Regions from separate parts of the Danio rerio genome. Here region 2 is linked to region 1. The links are chromatin contacts, called in public Micro-C maps. All regions are on one chromosome and are shown on one strand. The core of a region is the stretch at or near the end of the contact, and the rest is flanking DNA. Distances in the headings are between cores, read along the strand shown.

Evidence for each region. A called contact is a pair of places that touch in the nucleus more often than the background predicts.
Region 2: a contact with region 1 is called in a Micro-C map of caudal fin, with 11 times the contacts expected there. The contact joins the promoter of zgc:66447 here to the promoter of si:ch211-153b23.5 in region 1. A contact is called at or near these places in 2 of 18 Hi-C or Micro-C datasets (caudal fin and embryo).

What each region holds. Positions count from the first base shown.
Region 1 is chr14:11,949,420-11,956,090 of GRCz12tu, reverse strand. si:ch211-153b23.5 reads right to left here and starts at 4,955. Exons shown (of 5, transcript NM_001386233.1): 1 at 4,874-4,955; 2 at 4,308-4,423; 3 at 3,058-3,229; 4 at 1,953-2,154; 5 at 1,462-1,828. The coding sequence starts at 4,418. The coding sequence ends at 1,636. It overlaps si:ch211-153b23.4, which reads left to right and starts at 5,813. Exons shown (of 9, transcript NM_001305473.1): 1 at 5,813-5,892; 2 at 6,242-6,355. The coding sequence starts at 5,838.
Region 2 is chr14:12,607,111-12,613,800 of GRCz12tu, reverse strand. It overlaps zgc:66447, which reads left to right and starts at 1,677. Exons shown (of 9, transcript NM_199735.1): 1 at 1,677-1,833; 2 at 2,355-2,918. The coding sequence starts at 2,359.

The DNA of each region.
Region 1 (6,671 bases), core at 3,706-6,205:
TCTTACCTTCTCTTCCACCGCATATTAGATAATGACATATGCATGCATAAATTTGGGATGCATACAAAAGAGAAAAATGCATAAATACATATACCAAACACACTTAGGCTAAGTGTGACATGGTGGTCTGGGCCGAGCTGGCTTTTTAGTGCATCACAAATTAGCCGAGGGGTGGCATTTGAGCCGTGGGGCACCTCTTCTTGATGACAGACATCACTTGGAATGGGCAGAGTCTGACTTGTGCTGTCATCACGGAGGACCAGAGGCAGCCTTATTATTGTATTATTGCTTTATGTTACTATTATTTTCATCTTCCTAATCCCTCAACCTCCTTCTTTTATTATTATTATTATTATGAGTAGTATTAGTGTTAGTATGAGGAGTATTCTCCTCTTTTTTTGTGACAGTGTTATTTTTTGTTTGCTTACTTGTTTGTTTGTCATATATATATTTAACGGAGAGATTTTTTTCAACACATTTCTAAACAAAATATTGCTGGTTCGAGCCTAGGCTGTGTCAGTTGGCGTTTCTGTGTGGAGTTTGCATGTTCTCCCCGCGTTCGCGTTGGTTTCCTCCGGGTGCTCCGCTTTTCCCCACAGTCCAAAGACATGCTACAGGTGAATTGGGTAGGCTAAATTGTCTGTTGTGTATGAGTGTTTATGGAAGATAGGAAAGGCATCCGCTGTGTAAAACAAATCTGGATAAGTTATCGGTTCATTCTGCTGTGGCGACCCCAGATTAATAAAGGGACTAAGCCGGTAAAAAAATTAATGAATGAATGATTTAGTTCAGTTCAATAAGAATGTCACTGTTGAAGGACGGAATTCACAATATGTAAATATGTTACATTAAAAAAAAATTATTGCAAAGTGTTTCTTATAGATTTTATTTTTATTTTTTTGTAAATGGCTTTCGTGGTGACCATTTATTAGTACATATTGTTTTGTCACATATTTTACTTATCTTGGTTACCTTGGTCTTTACTTATATTGCTGCTACCCGCACCGTAACAAAGGTGCCTAACTATATTCAGTTTTAAAAGCACAGGACCAGCATTTTTTTTTTTTTTTGTATATAAAAAATGTGAAATGCACCACTTTCTCATTTCAATTAATTATGACCAATATTTTTTATTTTGATTTGGCTTTTTGTAGTTTACATAGCTTCAATCAATTAATATACAATATAAATGAGCAAGTACTGTAAGTCAGCCAGTTATTTGGAACAATATGTTTGTTGATTTGTTGTTTATTGTAACAAATGATTTATATAAAATGTATATAGTTTATCACATAAATTTAAAAAATAATTGCTTTTTTTGCAGTAAATTTAGAAATACTTCAACATGTGTGGTTTGTGGGGGTAGGGTGCCAATCTAAATGCAAGATGGAAGAAGTGAAATACTTATTGAGCTTGTCTATAATCATATGAATGAAATACGAAATTCAATAAACAAAGAAATGCATAGATTCAAGTCAGTTTTATTGATAATAGGTTACCTCAAAAACACAGTTTTACTTGAAATTGTTGCAGTATGTAACCTATATTCAATTCTCCTTGATCAAATGACAACATTTTCTGGTTGAAATAAATATGCATATTATTGTAATATTTGAACAATGTCACATAACAGAGTTAGGCTAGTTTGAGAACATCTGCTACCATCAGTTCCAGGCCATCAAAAATCTCATGGATGGGAGCATTGCACATGAATGCACTTGTTGTCACCAGTTTGTTCTTGGTATCAACATGTACCTCGCCAACATGCTTATTGACATGTTTGCAGCCCAGTTCTGCCATGGATTGTGCCACTTGAGCATATGGCCACCTGCAGTTAAGAAAAAAATGACAACGCTTAGTACAAAAGCCTATTAATAAGTAACCACACACTTTTATTAAACCCTTTATCTGTTTCATGTGAACTATTATTCAAATAAATTGACCAAACTTACATTTTACACACTTTGTCATGACCGACGGTGAGCTCACATCCAGGAATAGCCTTCGCTGCCAGCACAGGGGAAATGCAGCAGAGACCAATGGGTTTTTTTGCCTGGTGGAAACCTTTAATGACCTTATCGATCTGAGGTGTGATGGAGTACTCTTTGCCTTTTGTGGCCCAGTCACTCAAATTTTTAGCCACTCCAAAACCCCCTGTATGGCACATGAAGAATTAACAGAATTAACAACTTAAATTTTTGTATTCTTTTAAAATAAATACGCTCATTGTGCTATAAAATATACTGCACATTTTAAAATAAAAATTAAAGTATAATATGAGTTTTTAAACTATGTTCTATTTAAATCCAACCCACTGATAAATCCAGCCTGATCTAACGAGAAAACGTAAGTATTTTACATTTTGTCAGTTTAGTGGCTAATTTGTACAAAATCGTACAAGGAATTGTACGATTTTAAAAAGGAGGCGAGGCACCTAACCCCACCCCTAAACCCAACCATAGTGCATTATCGCCCATAACCTTTTTGTTTTTTTTAATACCTTCATTAACCCAAAACAACCACCTACAGGCTTAATAGTTCAGAATATGTATTTTGAACCCCCCAAAAATCCTAAAATTGGTAATTGAGTGTTGTAAATATGTATGGATTAAGAGAGAGATGCTAGAACAAGATCCTTACAAAGGACGGCAAAGTTTGAAAATGGTCATTTCAGCTATGTAAATGTGTCTGTGCAGGCTTATTTGTTGGTCATTTCTCTGTGGACTCATTGATAAACTTGGTTTGACAAACCAAACCAAGCCTTATCTCCAGACAGCAATTTATGTAAAGTCACACATTAATGACATACAAGGCCTACTGGAGTTTATGCATCGATGACTAATCACTGACTAATCTGTCAACATAGCATGGACATTTGATGGGTTCCTATAAAAGAGGTGCCCAATGTTTAAAGTAGGATAAAATTAGTGAAGAATAATTTCTAAATAAATTCATATGTACGGTATACAGTTTTAACACATTAAGATCAGATTGTTCTGTTAGAGTATTTAGTCATTTATTTGTGGAGTTATATAATGTCATGGATGCTCTTATTACCTGGAATGATGAGTGCATCAAATGCACTGACATCTAGCTTGGCTAGATCTGTGACATCACCACGGGCGATGCGGGCACTCTCCTGCATCACGTTCCTCTTGTCTGCCACAGGTTTCCCTTCACAGTGGTTCACCACATGCATCATCTCAACATCAGGTGCAAATATTGTAACCTACACAGAAAGTTCAACATCGAAGCAAGGCATGAGGTGGTATTTATTTATTTATTTTTAATTGAATAATTAATATTTTTATATTTTAAAAAGTATCTTAAGCTTACTTACAGCTGCATATGATTTATAAGAAATATATAGTGAAACAGTAAGATATTATAGTTATTATAGATATTATAGTTCTGTCTGGGCAGTTTAATCTTTAAGAGTTATTTTTTTTAACATTAATAAAAATGTTATGTTAGAGTTTTCATCGGGTATGATTCTGCTTCTCAGTGTAAATTTGTCCCTCAGTAAATGTTCTACTTTTATAAATATTTGTGTTGTGCAACTATTTTTGTCTGATAAAATGTGATACACTATAATTCAAAATTCATCCCTTGTTCTTATTCATTCATTTATCTTATTTATTAGGGTATATATAGGCTTATTTATATATATGCAATTTATTTATGCAGTTGAAGTCAGAATTATTAGCCCCCTTCAAAAAATGTTCTTCTTTTTTTCAAAATATTTTCCAAATGATGTTTAACAGAGCAAGGAAATTTTCACAGTATGTCTGATCATATTTTTTCTTCTGGAGAAAGTCTTGTTTGTTTTATTTTTGTTAGAATAAAAGCTGTTTTAAATTTTTTTAAACACAATTTTAGGGACAAAATTATTAGCCCCTTTAAGATATTTTTTTCTCAATAACCTACAGAACAAACCCTCGTTATACAATAACTTGCCTAATTACCCTAACCTGTCTAGTTAACATAATTAACCTAGTTAAGCCTTTTAAATGTTACTTTAAACTGTATAGAAGTGTCTTGAAAAACATCTAGTCAAATATTATTTACTGTCATCATGATAAAGATAAAATGAATCAGTTATTAGAAATGAGTTATTAACTATTTTGTTTAGAAATGTGTTGAAAAAATCTCTCCGATAAACAGAAATTGAGGAAAAAAATAAACAAGCGATTTAATAATTCTGACTTCAACTGTATGTGTGTGTGTGTGTGTGTGTGTGTGTGTGAGAGAGAGAGAGAGAGAGAGAGAGAGAGAGAGAGGGAGAGAGAGAGAGAAAGAGACATTACCTCTGCACCTGCTCGACTGAGATGTACCATAATGGCTGATGCCTCATGAACTTCTGTGCCATCATACACGCCACAGCCAGACAGAACTAATGCAACACTCTTCTTTGCCATCTTATCTGTTACATTAAACACAATACAGAAGTTTGCCATTCATGCTGGTCTTTTAAGGTACAGTATTCATTTAGAATATATACATTTCACGACACTCTATAAAAAAATGAAAGAAAAGCAAAGACAACAACAGGTGCCAACTCCTGACACGCTGCTTTAAATATTTATGGTAATGACACCTCCAGAGAGTTTTACCCAGGTAACGCACGATCACAGCTGTTTCCAGGGAACAGGTCAACATGTTTTGAACCCGATAAAACCTCACGTATTAGGAAATCATTTCTACAGTTGCAAAATTATGGTTACACTAACTGTAGCATTAAAGAACAACTAGAACATATACTGGAAATTATGTTTAAATTTAGACTTTAAACATGATTTTACCGTTTTTAAAAATCTGAAACTTTTAGGTTCAAGTCTACAAATGCCGTTGTGAAATTAAATGCAGAACCTACCTCGTTAAAGTAGTTGACTTTACAGTGAAGTGCGCTCTTTTCCTGAAGGTTGCTTTCACCACTCAAAGATGAGCAAGACTGTATTCTACTTATATTCTTGAAAAGCTGAACCGCCCATGAAGGCGTGTTAAAAAGTTAAGGACACACCCGTGAGCGCTTTCTGGAAGGAAATAAAAAAAAAAACTATTGTCCCCGTTCAAACAGGTCGCGCATACCGCTTAGTCATGCCCTCCTTTCTGAGCTCATCTATTTTTATATTGGTGCACATTAACTGATTGTACGTTTCTTATAAATGAAATCATTAAGTTTGGAGTTGAAGGTTGTGAAACTAGCAGACTGTCTTTATTCAATCATTGGATTGAATGTGTGTCATCTGTGGACAAATTAATCCGTTTTCTTTGACTTTTTTTTATCGACTTTTAAAGATTATTGTCACAGATAGACTTCCACGCATATATCAGGCAGGTGTCTAAGTAAACCACTATTTTCCATGTATTATTATTATTATTTTGCATCCAGTTGTATGCTTTTTCGTTTGTCTCTAATTAAAAATGATTTACGATTTCTTTTGCAAAATAAAATTAATAATAATTTTAACAATAATATTATTAACAACAACAACAATAAATAGGCCTATAATTTTAATTAAAATAATAATCATAATAATTATAATATAATTTAAAAGATAATCAGCAAGTTATATTATAGGCTACGTTTGAATTAATAATAAAAAAGGCTACTAAAAACACCAGTTTGCTTAAATCAGAACAGGTTTAAATGTGTTAAATAACTCAAATTATATATTTATTACATGAATTCATTTAGGAAAATGTTTCTAGTTGGCTATACCAGGAAAGAAGGAAATAAAGGGCATTTTTAGAAAGGGCGTATCTGACATCACTATGCATAACGTCAGCAGTGTGTATAAAGCTAAGCGAGAGAGTGAAGAGCGTCAAAAGTGAGGATGGCGGAGACTGAATCATTACACTTATCCATTGGCATTCTGGGGATATCTGGGGGTAGGTTTCTGAAAAAAAAGAAGAAAGTTGTGATTTTTTGATTAGTTGTTTATTTCGAAAGATTTTTAAAACAATTAAAACTGCTATTTAGCCTTTTTAAAGTAAAAAAAATTTTTTTTTGCTATGTAACTTTATTTTAAAATGCACAAAATTATTGTAAATGTTTTACACTTTGAAATATATTATTGCGTATTGTAATACTTAGTTTATTGTGTGTATATTCTTAGTATATTATGTATTTATTATATTACAGACCTGAATAATTATAATTATATATAATTACTTAATATTATAATTACTTGAATATCGAATTGTGCTTATAATAATAATGATGATAATGTTCTGATAGGTTCGTTGTTGTTACTGGTGAACAACTATGCGAGCTCTCCAGACAAATCCCTGATCAAAGACACAGCTTTAGGAATTCTGCTCCTCATATTTGCTTCTCTGCTGGCTTATTCAGGTACTGTATGTGTTTCACATTCACTATTTGATGGCAATAAACCACATAAGATTTTATATACAAAAAAAAAAAAAATCTTTATCGTATTTAAATCAGAGAGTAACATATTGTGGCGATTATTAATTTATTTACAAAAATGCTATTAACATATAAACACTTAATATTTTTAACAAAAATATTGTTACCATATTATTCATGAAAAAGCAACACATTTATATTTATTATATATTTATATATTTATATAATATTGTTGCAATATATTTGCACTTAAAGTCTGTATGATGGTGGTGGGGTTGGGGGGTGGTTTGTTTGTTAT
Region 2 (6,690 bases), core at 428-2,927, 660 kb before region 1:
AAGCCAAAAAACAATGCTCAACAAACATATCTTGTTTACTGTCCATTGAGCTGTCAACTGTAAGTTCAGCTGAAGTTCATGGGTACTCATATTTGTTAGATGTCATTTCAAATGAGTGTGGGCGCACATGCAGGTGTGCCAAATCATGAGTTACAGAACAGAATACAGCTGTCCTTATTATGGCCTTGCCTCCATAACTCTACCCACATTGTAACATTAATGCTGCTCTTCTAATTTATCTTCTCATCTCTGACTGCATTTACATAGAATGACTTTTTATTTACCAAAGCACACATACCTGAAAATAATGCCACAGGTATGGGTAATAATACAATATAATAATAATAATAATAATAACAATAATAATAATACTGAAATTACTCAAATAAATATAAATTAGAGTAATGCATTCATCAGAAATTCAGAAAGACACAATGAATTTCCCAACAATCAATGAATTTTTTTCCTGATGGCACAGGCATGTTCCAAGATGACAATGCCAGGATTCATAGGGCTCAAATTGTGAAAGAGTGGTTAGGGAGCACGTTACATAATTTTTACACATGGAATGGCCACCACACAGTCCAGACCTTAACTTAATTGAGAATGTTCAGGATTTGATGGAGAAGACTTTCTGACTCTTCTCTTTTACAAGATTGGGGTGAAAAATTGATGCAACAATGGAGAATAAAGAATAGAGCCTCGACCCTGATCAAACACACCTGAACCAATTAATTAGGACCTGAACATCACTTGATAATTACAGGCAAGTGTGTTTGATATGTGTTGCAAATGAAATCTGCAGGATAGAAGATCCCCAGGAACAGGGTTGGTCAACCCTGATTTATATACAGTTGAAGTTAAAATGATTCAGTGGTGTTTTTCAAAAGCAAATTGATTTCTCTATTTTGTGTATTGCCAACAGTTTCCATATGATAATTAACTTTCATATCTATTCAATGAATTTCGAATAAAAAATTTTATTTATTGAATTTGAAGGCAGGAGCATGGGTCTTTTTAAACTAAATAATTGAAAGTTTAAATCTGGATTTGAATAGCTGTAAATTTCCAATGAAAAAAATAATGAAAAGAGTAGCCTAAAAATTCTAGCCTAATACCTTATTGCTCCGATTAAACAAAACAAATAAAGTATGCAGTAGTTAAGTTGCAGAGAAAATTTGCTTTGATCATGTCTCTCTCTACTGGAATAGAAATGTTACTACAATGAGCGCAATTTATTTATTTATTTTTTATTTTATTTTTATTTTAAAATGCATTAAATGCTTCACAACCTAAAATAAAAGTATTAATGATAAGAATTATTAAAAAGTGAATATATTTAAAAGAAACAAGTTCAATTAAAAAGTGTCCGGGTGTTTGCTGGAATAGCCTATAATCAACGCAAAATGTTTTTAAATAATTACAGTTCAGAAAAATGTGCAGTATATTTTCTGATAAATTTTAACAAGTACAAAAATTCTAAATAAGAGTAACTGCATAAATATTTTATATGGTTATTTTTACAACAGCGAGCGTCACCGGGTACTTTGACTGAGCGTTGAGCTACGCAAACGTCCACTAGGTGGGGCTACACTTCAAAATACTTTCTGTGGCTTACTGCAGTGGGCTGGCGGTCTAATTTGATTGGTTCAAATGGTGTCCATCACCCCCACGACGATAGCAAACGAGCTAACTAGCTCAACACAGCCAAAATACTGTGTTTATAGCATAGCAACGGTAAAACAGCGGTTTTACCTTTTTAAAATCGATTTATTTTGTTAAAATATTGAAATAATAAATCGGACATTTGCCGAAACTGTGGCGAGAGGTGAGGTATGTTTATTATTGTGCTGATGATCATTTAATTTGTAAGCGCTGCTCATTTTACACTCTACTTGACATAAACATTAGCTAAATGTTCATGTAAATGCATAAACATTTTATCTATTAAACACGTTTCGGTTAAAAAACACAAACACATTTTATTATCTTTACAGAGTAATTCACTGGAAACTTTTTTTCTGTAATTCAGTAAGAACATCCTTGATAGTCTAAGCAAACCTCATTTGTTTGCTGGTTGGTTTGCATTGCTAACTTGTGTGTCATTGTTCAATGCTGGGAACATTTTGCCAGCACTTTAACACTTGGCCATTATTTACTTAAGAATTGGATAAAATACTATTTATGAAGCAGTTTGTGGAGAATATATATTTGCTTAGGTGGAAACACAAGAAGATTAAAGAGTTGTTTTATTAGTTTATTGCAATTGATCTATCTAAAAACATGTACATTATGTTGCAGTATATATTTGATTATCGAAACACATATGTTGTCACTGTACATTCATATTGCAGGAGAATGGTGGTCCCTGATAGTGGAAGTGATATTCAGCCAGCGGATAATGGTGATACAGACAAGGTGATGTCCAATTCTGAGCCTGAACTCGACCCAAACCTGACCACTGTGGAGCTTGAGGAAGTCCGTAAACTACAGGATCTGGTGCGGCAGCTGGAGGTCCAGAATCAAACCCTTCATAACAGAAGCAGAAAACAAGTGCTTGGAGGCACCAACAATAGCAACCTCAAAGCAGGAAGTAATATTAATAACCTGCACAAAGTCATGGACACTTCTCCCGGAGCAGAGGAGGCTGGGAACTTGGAGCTCTCTCCTCCAGCAGACAGCAGTGGCAGTGAAGACATGTCTCCACTACCTGACACCTCCAGGGTAGAGGAGCAGGATGGGTTTCTAAGCTTACCGTGTTCTTCTGGCTCCAAACAAACCATGGGATGGTTTGTCACAAGTAACTGTGATTCAGGCATGCTGGGAGCAAGTGAAGCAAGTAAGGACCAGTCCGCCCTGGATGAAGTCGATGTGCTTGACTTGGAGTTATGTGCTAAAGCTGAGGATGAAGACAGTTGGTGGGTTTTATTGATCTTTATACATGCAGTTGCAGTCAGGATTATTAGTCCCCTTGAATTATTAACCACCGTTTATTTTTTACCCAATTTCTGTTTAACGGAGAGAAGATTTTTTTTGAACACATTTCTAAATGTAATAGTTTTAATTACTCATTTCTAATAACTGATGTTTTTTTTGCCATGATGACAGCACATAATATTTTACTAGATATTTTTCATGACGCTAGTATTCAGCTTAAAGTGACATTTAAAGGCTTAACTAGGTTAATTAGGTTAACTTGGCAGGTTAGGGTAATTAAGCAAGTTAATAAATAATGATGTTCTGTAGACTCTCGAAAAAAAATAGCTTAAAGGGGCTAATAATGTTGACCTTAAAATGTTTTTTAAAAAATTAAAAACTTTTTTTCCCAGGCGAAATAAAACAAATAAGACTTTCTCCAGTAGAAAAACATTTATCAGACATACTGTGAAAATTTCTTTGCTCTGTTAAACATCATTTGGGAAATATTTAAAAAAGAAAATATCATGTAGCGCTGAAAAATGTAAAATAAGTGAATTTTCATGTATGGAATCTGCTATATACTGTAAAAAAAATTAATGACCAAAATTTAAGATAACAAATATTTTCTTGCTTTAACTTATTTCTATTAGTTAATCAGGTTTACATACGTAGTTTAACTTAATATTTATAGTCAGTTGGATTAATGTAAGTTGAGATGACTAGAAAAGGTAATTGGATTCAATAAAAAATAAGGCAGCAAGACTTTTTTACAGTGTACTTTTACTTGTAATGTAAAAAAAAAAAATCTAAGAATGAATATGAATTCAATAGAATGGATGGCAATTTGCTTTCTTGTTCAAATTCTTGTTATAATAATAATAGTTTTGGTGATTGGTGGCCAGGCTATTTTTGTTTGTCAGTATTTATTGAAAATAAATAATAAATATTTATTGAAAATAAATAAATCAAAATTGCCAATGCTTTAAATTGATAGATAGACCCAAAAATTGACATTCTGCAGTCATTTGCAAATCCAAATCCATACCCATGTGTAGAAATCAATAGATTTCAGTAGATTGTTTAGCCCATCGAGTCTACTGATTTACTAATTTGTTTACTGGTTTACTTAATGTGTGTAAATTTATATTTATTTAGTATTTATATTAATTTCAGTATTTTTTCAGTAATTCAGTAAATTTATTTACAATACAGTTTGTAAAGTAATATTTTCTTTTTTAGTAGATATATATATGAGAGACTTGTTTATCAAATAAGTGCATCAAATTTTGCATTGTAAAACGGAAATAAAAGTTTGAAGTTATTATTTTTATTTAATGTTTTAAGTTACTATACTTTCAAAATCATTATACATGAATCCGCAGATTAGTATATAAAGGTATATATATATATATGTAAAAAAAATTGGCGCAGAATTAGCAATATTACAATACAATATTACAAATACAATATTTATCTTGAAACCTTACATGCAATTATACACATAAACTGTCACATTGCTTGTAATAGTCATTGGCAAATTACATGCTAGAACAATCCACACTGGTTTGTGCAGACCACATATGTGTTTTAGAATCTGATTACCACATGCAATGTGCTCAGCATTTGTGTGTATAGATTTGAATTAAAGTCTATATTAAGCCTATATTATTGGTGTTATTAAACAAAGCAATCCTATTGTAAGGCTTGAATTCATTTGCTCCATTAGATTTTGCAGCATCTTTAATAATCACTTTTTTTTTTAAGGATCTTTTCAATTTGATCTTTTTTGGACATTTGTAAGAAGGATTTTGTTAAAGAATACATGCATTTATGTTTTTAAGTAGGGCGGAATAATGTATTGTTTGTGCATCGATAACGCAATGTGTGAATCTGCAACATTCATGTCACAGTATTAGATCTTTGTTTATTAATGTTTATTAAAGCTTAAAAGATAAAGATTTTTTATACAATGATGAACATGTTATTTTACATTTGATTGTTAAATTTCTGTTCTTGAATACTTTTAGACTTTTACTTTAGGACATATTCACTGCATAGAAAATAACTTGACACTCACAAATTAACGAAAGTCTTGTGAAATGATATTCATATCGCAATATATAAAACAAAATATAGCATTCTCAGATTTTTCCAATATTGTGCAGCCCTAATTTGAAGATGATTGGAAGTATTGTGGGTTTGAAATGACGTGGGGGCAAGTAAAGTAGGACCATTTTAATTTGAGGGCCAACACTTAAAAGTAATTCATTCAAAAATAAAACTTATTCAATTCAATTCATCTTTATTTGTATAGCGCTTTTACAATGTAGATTGTGTCAAAGCAGCTTCACATAAATGGTCATAGTAACTGGAACAGTGTGGTTCAGGTTTTAGTGTTTAAGTTCAGTTTAGTTCAGTTTAGCTCAGTTCAGTGTGATTTTAAAATCATTACTGAGAGTGCAAAAACTGAAGAGCAAATTTATCGATGCGTAGCTCTACCAATACTGAACCATGCGAGCCAGTGGCGACAGCGGAGAGGGAAAAAAAACTTCACCTGATAGGAGAGTGAAGAAAAAAAACCTTGAGAGAACCAGACTCAGTTGGGCACGACCATTTTAATTTCTCCGCTGGCCAACTTATGTCATCCTATACCAATCCACCACTTGTTCCAAGTTTGTGTACTGTTGAACACAACATAAGAAAATGTTGGAAACCACCATTGATTTCAATTGTATCCTACCATAGATGTCAGTTGCTACCTTCCATCATAGTTCAGAATATATTATCACGTATTCAACAGAATCCATCACGCTTTGATGCTTCAGTGAATGTGGGTGTGATTTGAAAGGCAATGGGAGCTTACTCTGTCTACACAGAATGTCCAGTGGCGTATTGCACCTGTGCCACCATAGAGTTTGGGACACAATGATGACCAACAATAGTCAGGACACTATTATTCCCTGTGGTTAATTGCATTATGAAGTCCTCTTTGAAGATTTGGGATGGGCAATTGAAAGAGGTTTGTTCAGCCCAATGAATTTTTCATTTTTCTTTTTTTTTTTGAAAGTTTAAAACATTAACAGTGCATTTTACTCCGTATATTCAGTGTGGTTTATCTGATGGTCTACTTAGACTGAAAATAAATCTAAACTTAATAACTGTAATTAATGTCAGTGAGGATGGATTTCTGCAGGAGGTGATTTTGCATTTAAACATGAGGAAGTACAGCATTTCTAAAATGAAGCAGTTTTACACCTTAATTTGATAATATACTTAATTAAATGCTAAAGGCTTTTTAATGTGTATACATTTTTTTCTTTCTGGTATTAACATGCAGACTAATCTCACGGATGCAGGCTTTATTTTTGAGTGAAATAATCCAGCCAGTATCCCAGTGAGTTGGCCAATTAGCTTTCCATATGTCCGTATCTGTTTTTTTTTTTTTTTGAGGTAATAGAATTATATTCCATTTGGTAGCAGCATTGGGATTGTGTCTTTGGTGCGGCGGTAAGCAGCTTTTGGTGGATTTATGCTTCATGTGATACTGCTAATTCCAGAAAGGGGGAAAAAAGAGCTTATTGTTAACAAAACGGTGACCTGAACATTTTCTCAAGTCTTCGTTTATTGATAAGTAAATATATATTGGTTAAACATTAGTAGGCAGTTGTGCTGTTAAATTCATAACATTGTTCTATTTTGATACCTTCTTGTGTTTATTAGTGGTGTAACGGATCTCACGGTTCGGCTCACATTATGGTTATTTAGCCACGG